Regions from separate parts of the Arabidopsis thaliana genome. Here region 1 is linked to region 2. The links are chromatin contacts, called in public capture Hi-C maps. All regions are on one chromosome and are shown on one strand. Each heading gives the region's core, a stretch centred on a gene start, on an enhancer-like site or on the middle of the called end of the contact. The rest is flanking DNA. Distances are from core to core; before and after follow the strand shown. Region 1 holds the start of KLCR1 (Tetratricopeptide repeat (TPR)-like superfamily protein). Region 2 holds the start of AT4G10680 (transcription factor IIB (TFIIB) family protein).

What was found. Capture Hi-C pulls out chosen DNA fragments and counts their contacts.
Region 1: a contact with region 2 is called in a capture Hi-C map of seedling, with 1.9 times the contacts expected there. The contact joins the promoter of KLCR1 here to the promoter of AT4G10680 in region 2. A contact is called at or near these places in 1 of 26 Hi-C or Micro-C datasets (root) and 1 of 3 other capture datasets (seedling).

What each region holds. Positions count from the first base shown.
Region 1 is chr4:6,653,974-6,657,964 of TAIR10.1, reverse strand. KLCR1 (Tetratricopeptide repeat (TPR)-like superfamily protein) reads right to left here and starts at 1,591. Exons shown (of 4, transcript NM_117152.5): 1 at 666-1,591; 2 at 1-558. The coding sequence starts at 1,351. It also overlaps the pseudogene AT4G10830.
Region 2 is chr4:6,585,950-6,589,394 of TAIR10.1, reverse strand. AT4G10680 (transcription factor IIB (TFIIB) family protein) reads right to left here and starts at 1,874. Exons shown (of 1, transcript NM_117136.1): 1 at 1,326-1,874. The coding sequence starts at 1,874. The coding sequence ends at 1,326. It overlaps GTC2, which reads right to left. Exons shown (of 1, transcript NM_117135.2): 1 at 3,133-3,445. It also overlaps the pseudogene AT4G10690.

The DNA.
Region 1 (3,991 bases), core at 342-2,841, 69 kb before region 2:
AGTAGCTTCAATGCTTCCTCAGGTTCATCTACAGACTCATAAATAGCAGAAATCTCAGTTAATCCACCAGCAATCTCCTCCACAGTTGTCCCAGGCACCGGCTTATTGTATATCCTCAACGCATTCTCACAGTAAGACTTAGACTCACGAAGTTTCCCTGTTCTATGGTAAAGCTCAGCCAATCTAACAAACACTGACGCAACCGTCGGATGAGTCTCTCCTTTAGAAGCCTTAAACACAGTAAGAGCCTTCTGATATGAAAACACAGCTTCATCAAACCGGCACAGCGACATGTAAATATTCCCAATACTAACATCAATCGATGCAACCTCAGATTCTTGTCCACTCGCAATCATAGCCATACTAGCAAGAACAAGATGCTCAAGAGCGTTTTCATAATCTCCTTTAGCCTCGCAGATAATTGCCATCAATCTCCTATCAGCTGCTTCCTCCAGTGAAGCAGGTTCACTATGCGCTCGGTGAATCTCTAGAGTCTTCTTGCATAACTCTTCCGCTTTATTGAACTGCATTGCTTGAACATATGCTTCTGCTAAGTACCTGAAAATTATCAGAGACTTCAGAAACTTAGATCTAACCTATATAGTAACTTTTAGCAAACGTAATCTAAGAGTTTAATTAACCATTAAATGCTTAGTTAAGAGAACCTGCAAGTTTCACCAACTCGTGGATCAGTATCACCCAAAGTCTGGATCTGGATCTTAAGACCTTCTTCATAACAAGCAATAGATCTATCAATCTGACCAAGCATAGACAACGTATCACCAAGTTGCATATGACCAGAAAACGCAGCGAGAGAGTGGTCAGGGCCACGAGTCGGATCAGGGACTTGAATAGCTCGTTCAAGAGGTGGTACAGCTTCATCAAATCGGCCGAGACTACAGTAAATAGCAGCGAGAACATGAAGGCTCATAGCGAGATCAAGAACAGGTCCACCATCGCTACCACCGGGAATAGGCGGAGCAACGGCGGCGCAACATCTCTCAAAGGACTTAGTTGCTCGGATCGCGTAATCTAATGCTTTGTTAGGACCTTCACCAGAAGCAATAGCGTCACGAGCTAATTTTAGAAGGAAAGGACCGAGATCTGGATTATCTAGAGATGGATCGTCGACGTCGATTACGGCTGCGGTGGAGGAGGATACGGTTGGGGAATCTTTTTTGCCGGTGGATCTATTTGGTGATGGTTTGGATCGAGATGGTGTAGAGGAAGGGGTTTTCTTCATCGGAGTTCGCGGCGGGTTTGAGAGAGGTTGCGTGTCTGGTACGGCTACACGTAGCGGCGGTGTATCGGAAGGAGTTTTGACTGAGACGAGACCTGGCATTGCTGGCATGAATGTGTCTCTCTGTGGGAAGTGGGAGAGAGAGAGAGAGTTATGGCGGATTTGGTTTTGGATCGGACTTTTGAGATCCAAGTGGAGAAGGAGACGAGTCAGTCAGTGAAAGAGGTAAGGGTAGTTTCGTAATTAAGTTTTAGATTGGAGGAGATAACGGTCATGTTGTGTTGGAAAATATTGGTGATAGATTATTAAATAAAAAAACTTTTCTTACACACAAAAAAAACAAACTAAAATAGATTTTGTACTTAGTGACGACAAGTGATAGATAGATTTTACAAGATAGATAAGTTTGCATGACAAGATTTGTACTGTTCTGAATCAGAATTTCTGATGAATTGTTCTCAATCTAAAATTTTATGAACTCACAAATTTAGATAGTAAATTAAATTAGAGAAGAGAGTTAAAAAAAGTAATGCAATCTAAGTTTTCATTTTACAATAAATTGAATATAAATCTTTTTTATGATGTGTATATTGAAATGGAGATAGTTGAGCATTTATCCACTTTTTACCATATGGTTTATGGTTTCAGTATTTAGAATGTAGGTTTTTTTTTTTTCTTTTTTTCCAACAAACAGAATTTATTTATATGAGTAAATCTTTACAAAGAGAGTTTTTGAGCCAAAGTGGCTGATAACCAGAATTCGATTGAAACTTGTAACACGAATAAAGTGGAGAAGCTAAGAGGTGAGCAGTATTATTACAGAGTCTATTTGTGAAAGTGAAAACCACAGTAGAAAATCTTGATGCCCAAAAATCCACATCTCGGAGAAGACTGGTTATTTCACATCTAGAAATTGCACCATTAATTGCCTTGATAAGGATCTCACAATCACCTTCGAACTGAACACACTTATACCCTCGTACCCATGCTTGTTGCATTGCGATTAATAACGCTTTTGTCTCAGCTTCCAAAGCAGTGGTACCATTTTAGACTATTGATGATCCCCAAGCCTTCGCTAATCCTGCATGATCACGTATGATCCACCCTCCCGTACTCTGAGTATTATTACCCGTGAAACCCGCATCGAAGTTGCACTTTACTAAAGGAAAGACCGGTTTCTTCCACCGCACGTTTGCCCTGTGTGATGATCGTGTTAAAACGGAAGCGTCCTCTCTTCGGTTCACACTTTGTAACCATTCATTGACTTCTGCTTCAGTTTGTGTCACAACCCTTGAGCAACTTTCACTGAACTTATTAAACACAAGATTATTGCGTGCTTTCCATAATCTCCATATGAGCCAAAATGGGGCCAACCTTTGCTCTGTATTCAGAGTATTGTTTGAAAAAGAATTGATAAGGAAAGAAATATTCTCCTCTGTGTCTTGAGAGAAAGTATGACCCGGTAACCAAGGGAAGTTTGATAGACCCCAAATTGACGCAGCATAAGGACACGTAAATAAAACATGGTTTATCGTCTCTTCTTCAGTTGGGCATCTGGGGCAGTGTGGATCGATGTCCATTCCTCGAGTGAGAAGTCGCGAGCGTGTTGGTAATGCTTTTGAGATTGTACGCCAAAGCATGTACTTGATTTTTGGAATAATAGGGAGTTTCCAAAGCTTGTTCTTAATTTCCACTGAACCATGAGGCACCACTGGTCTAACCTAAATATTCGTTGGGTCATTAAAGAGAAACCAGTACCCGGACTTAACTGTATAATCCCCAGAAGAAGAGTAGTTCCAAACTAGCTTATCTTGATGCACAATCCTGGAAAGATGATGGTTCATAACAAAACGGTGGTCGTCGGGACTAACAAGCTGAGAAATGAGATGTGCGTTCCAATACCTATACGAACCCTGAGTTGAGATTAACGTATCCACCGTGATATCCAACGTAGGAGTGACGACGTTGAGAGGTCGTGGAGGGTGCGATGCAATAAAATTATCTTGACTGATTCAAACGGTTTTGCCATCTCCGACAATGAATCTGCTTCCTTTTTTAATTACATCTAAACCCGCAAGCATAGAAGTCCATCCGTAAGATTGATATCTCTGCCTTTTAGCGTCCAGAATAGAGTCTTCTCTAAAGTATCTTGCTTTCATTATTCGGGCAAATAAAGAATTTGGGTTGTTAATCATCCGCCATACTTGTTTTGCAAGTAAAGCGTCATTGAATTTAGCCAAATCTCTAAACCCTAAACCACCTTCCTTTTTCGAGTATTGTAATCTCTTCCAAGCTATCCATGGTATTTCTCTTTTTTTTGCATTCTTTTCCCACCAGAAATTCATTAAAAGAGCTTCAATCTCCGAAACGATATTCAATGGTAATTTGAAGCAAGACATTGCATACACCGGCATCGACATCGCCACTGATTTTAACATAATTTCTTTTCCTGCCGGTGATAAATATTTCGCACTCCAACTGGATGTTCGTTTCTTTACTCTTTCAATGATATAGTTGAACATGTCTCGTTTTTTCCGCCCAAATTGCTCCGGGAGCCCAAGATATTTCCCACCTCCACCATGACTTTGTATACCAAGAATGTTTTTGAGACGATTTTGAGTGGTGCCATGTACTCGTGAACCAAACGTTATCATTGATTTGGACATATTAATTTTTTGGCCCGAATAGTACTCATAAACATCAAAGACATCCTTTAAAGCTTGGCAGTTTCGGACATTAGATTGGCAGAAA
Region 2 (3,445 bases), core at 625-3,124:
CCAAAAATCCAAGCTTTGACCAACTGATCGATTCGAGTCCATTTCAGAAATTCTTGATTTGCTTCTTCAGACTGAATATCATCCTTTGTGACAATGATGGTGGAGGCAGGCCGAGGAGTGGCGCCGGTAACAAATCCTAGAAGAAGATGAGATGAAAGGTAAGACTCAAATTGGGTTTTCCACAAAAGGTAGTTTGTGGGAGTGAGTTTGAGAGTAACAACTTGAGAGATGTTAAGAGAGGAAACAAAAATAGATTCTTCCATGGCTTAGGAACAAAGTCCTAAGCTCTGATACCATGAAAGTAGAAGCAAAAGCTTCAGAGAGAAAATAATTGTGTATTTCTTCCTTAGTGAATTCGATTACAAGCAGAGAACTATATAAAGAGGAGGATTACATAATAGCTAATGACAGGTGTCCTAGTTGCATGAAATGCTGCTGCTTCCAAGAACATCAAAATGATTGTGCACGTTTATGTTTGTCGACGGCGGTGTCTCGCGTGATGTTCCTCTGCTTTGATTGTTGCAGAGTTTCGATGAGTAAAGGATGGGCTTCGTGGGCTTCTCTTTTTCTTTTGGGCCTGAATCTCCTTTAACTGAAACTGAAACAGAAACAATGTTGTTGCGATGGATTGAAGTCTCTGTAGGAGAAGGAGTCTCTTGTTGTTTGATAGAAAGGAGAGCTCTTTCTCATGTTTACATGTAGCAGCGAGATACCGTTGCTGTATAAACTTGTCTCCTCGGATTGGGAGGAGATGAGTGGTGCTACTCTTGACGGCCTGACAATCTTTGCAAGTAAGTACTCCTCAGAGACGAGATTGAATGTTTGTGGCATGTGGAACAGTGTGTACTTCCCAAAGTTTTATGGTTTACGTTGCAAGAGATCATGTGTATCCTACTCGTTTGATAAAGGCAGGTACTATCCGCGTAAGCCGCTTCCAAAACCATCAAGATTTGAAAAGCAGAAAGACCTTTGCCCTCTTATGAGTCTTTGGATTGAACCACCGTCTTAAGACATCTTAGATTCGATGAAATGATAAGCAAATATGGATGATGGTAAAGGTAAGATGAGCTATCTTTCCGTTTTCCTTTTTATTTGATCATTGAATATGTGAAACTTATGTTGACTTTAAGATTTAGTACTGTTTACATTCATGTCCAAAAAAAAAAATGATTCAGTACTGTTATGAAAACTTACATTTCAGATTTATGTTTCAACTTTAAAAGTCTTTGTATGTGACTGATTCGAGGTTATGCAAAAAAAATATATATATAGTTTTATTGATTAATTTCCGTAGTCTTTTACATGTGATTGAATTTCCATATCATTCAAATAGTACCGAAAGAATCTCCAAGAAGCTTCACCGCTTTGTTTATCTCCTTCATATCCACGTTGGCTACTGCCGAGATCTCTTTCAATGTTTTTGGTATATTCACTTGGCGACATGCCCTTGATACAGAGGCCGCGCAAAGCCCTCTCAAACTCTTCCCTCCGCGTAAGTTCTTTTTATCCAGTTTCGAAAGAATCTTGCACGCCGTATTACTGATACCGAAAGTTAACCCTAGCGCTTCGGTCATCCTCTCGATTTCCGCATAGGCTATCTTGATTACATCTTCTTCCTGCTTGTTTTTGATCATTTCATTCTGTGTTCGGCGCAATTTTGAGGCAAGGGAGGAAGATTTTCCGCTAAGTTTGAAGATGATAGTGGGGAGATGGCCGGATTTGAGATTAGGGTTGGTCGAAGCACCGTCTAGGTCATCGATGATGTTATTCTCTATGACATGGCCACACTCAATGCAGATTGTATCTCCGTTCTTGTAGTTAACCACGGTTTCTGTTGGCCTCTTGCACTCCAAGCAAATTCCGTCTTCTTTCATTCTTAGGGTTTCTTTCTTCTTCGTATGGACTAATTGTTTTGCTTTTCTTTTTTTGTTGGTTTAATTGTTTTGCTAGTAGTATTTATAGATGTTGAAATAAAGGAATTTGTTTTTCTAAAAGGATTTACTTTTTATTATTTTGTTTCCTTTTTATTATTTCTTTTTTTCCAGTTTGTTATGCGATTCCCAATTTTTTTTTTTTTTTTAAGGAATGTTTTATATGTAACGGGAAGAAAACATGTTAAACAGATATTTATACAGTGAAAACTATATACTAAAGCTTATCTCCCTGATTTCCTTAAGCATCTCCGATGAAATACACATCAAGACTCCATTTTCATCTTAAGCCAATACAAAGGATTTGGGCATGCATACACATAAAACAGAGTATGAGAATGACGAGAGACTAGAAGGAGATTGTTTTTTACCGATTTCAATCCTCCAGCTACATCCAGGATTCTTTCTTGATGTGTTCAATGAAGCAAGGCAAGCCAGAGTGGCTGCAAGCATTGATGATGAAAATGAAGACAACACCATCGGGAACAAGACCTGATTTTTCGATATCAACAAAAGTTTTCAACAGCTTTCTCACCTTCGCTATACATTCCATATGCATAAATCATCCATGTCCATGTCACAACATCCTTTGTACTCATACGTTCAATGACTCTAAAGGAACTCTCCAAAGAACCACATGCAAGAGAAACAACTGCCAAAATATATTACTCTTCTTATATATACCAGAGAGAGTTGTGTATATAAGCTAATTAAGTTGAAGTTGATGCATGGGTGATGAAGACAAGATCAGCATCAGCAGGGAGATGGGTGAATGAGCTTGTGAGCTTTGATGTGTTTTGTCTCTTAGACATCGTCGATTGGAAACCTTTCTATTGCTTGTCCCACAGGAAACTCACCACCACTAATAGTGGGAACATCTTCGTATCTCATAATAATAATGGTGAATCCAAGATTTCTTTAATAACTTAAGTATTCATTTTTACCTTTTGGTTTATGGCATACCCTTTAATTATTTACAAGACCAACCGTTAGAGGATGCCACAATGGTATTTTCTGCCAATTTAAGTCGAAACAAATTTTATTAAGAACGACAAGAAACCTAAGACTTCATTATTTTCCCAAGGGCATAGAATAGATAGATAATAATCTAAAGCAGTTTTTTTATATGATACAAAAGATAAGCAGAACAAAAGGCTAAAATGATAAGCAAGCAGAACTCAAACTCTTGATTATTTTGTTTTCACCGGTGCCTGCTGCGTTTAGATGGTGGCATGTTCTTCATGCTGCTACTACCGCCTGCACCGCTACTTCCAGGACGCGATTTCCCAAACGCTTTCATCTTCCTTCTCTTCCTCTCTTCCTCACTATCAGACTCAACTCCATGCTCTCTGTCTGCATTAGTAGCTTCTCTCTCCAGCTCAGCCCAAGTCTTACCTTTCTCTTCCTCTGACTCTTGCTCTGAGTCCTCTTCTTCTTCTTCATCGTCTGACTCACTCTCTGATGTCTCGTCCTCTGACTCAGACTCAACCTCCACATCTGATGGTTCATACCCT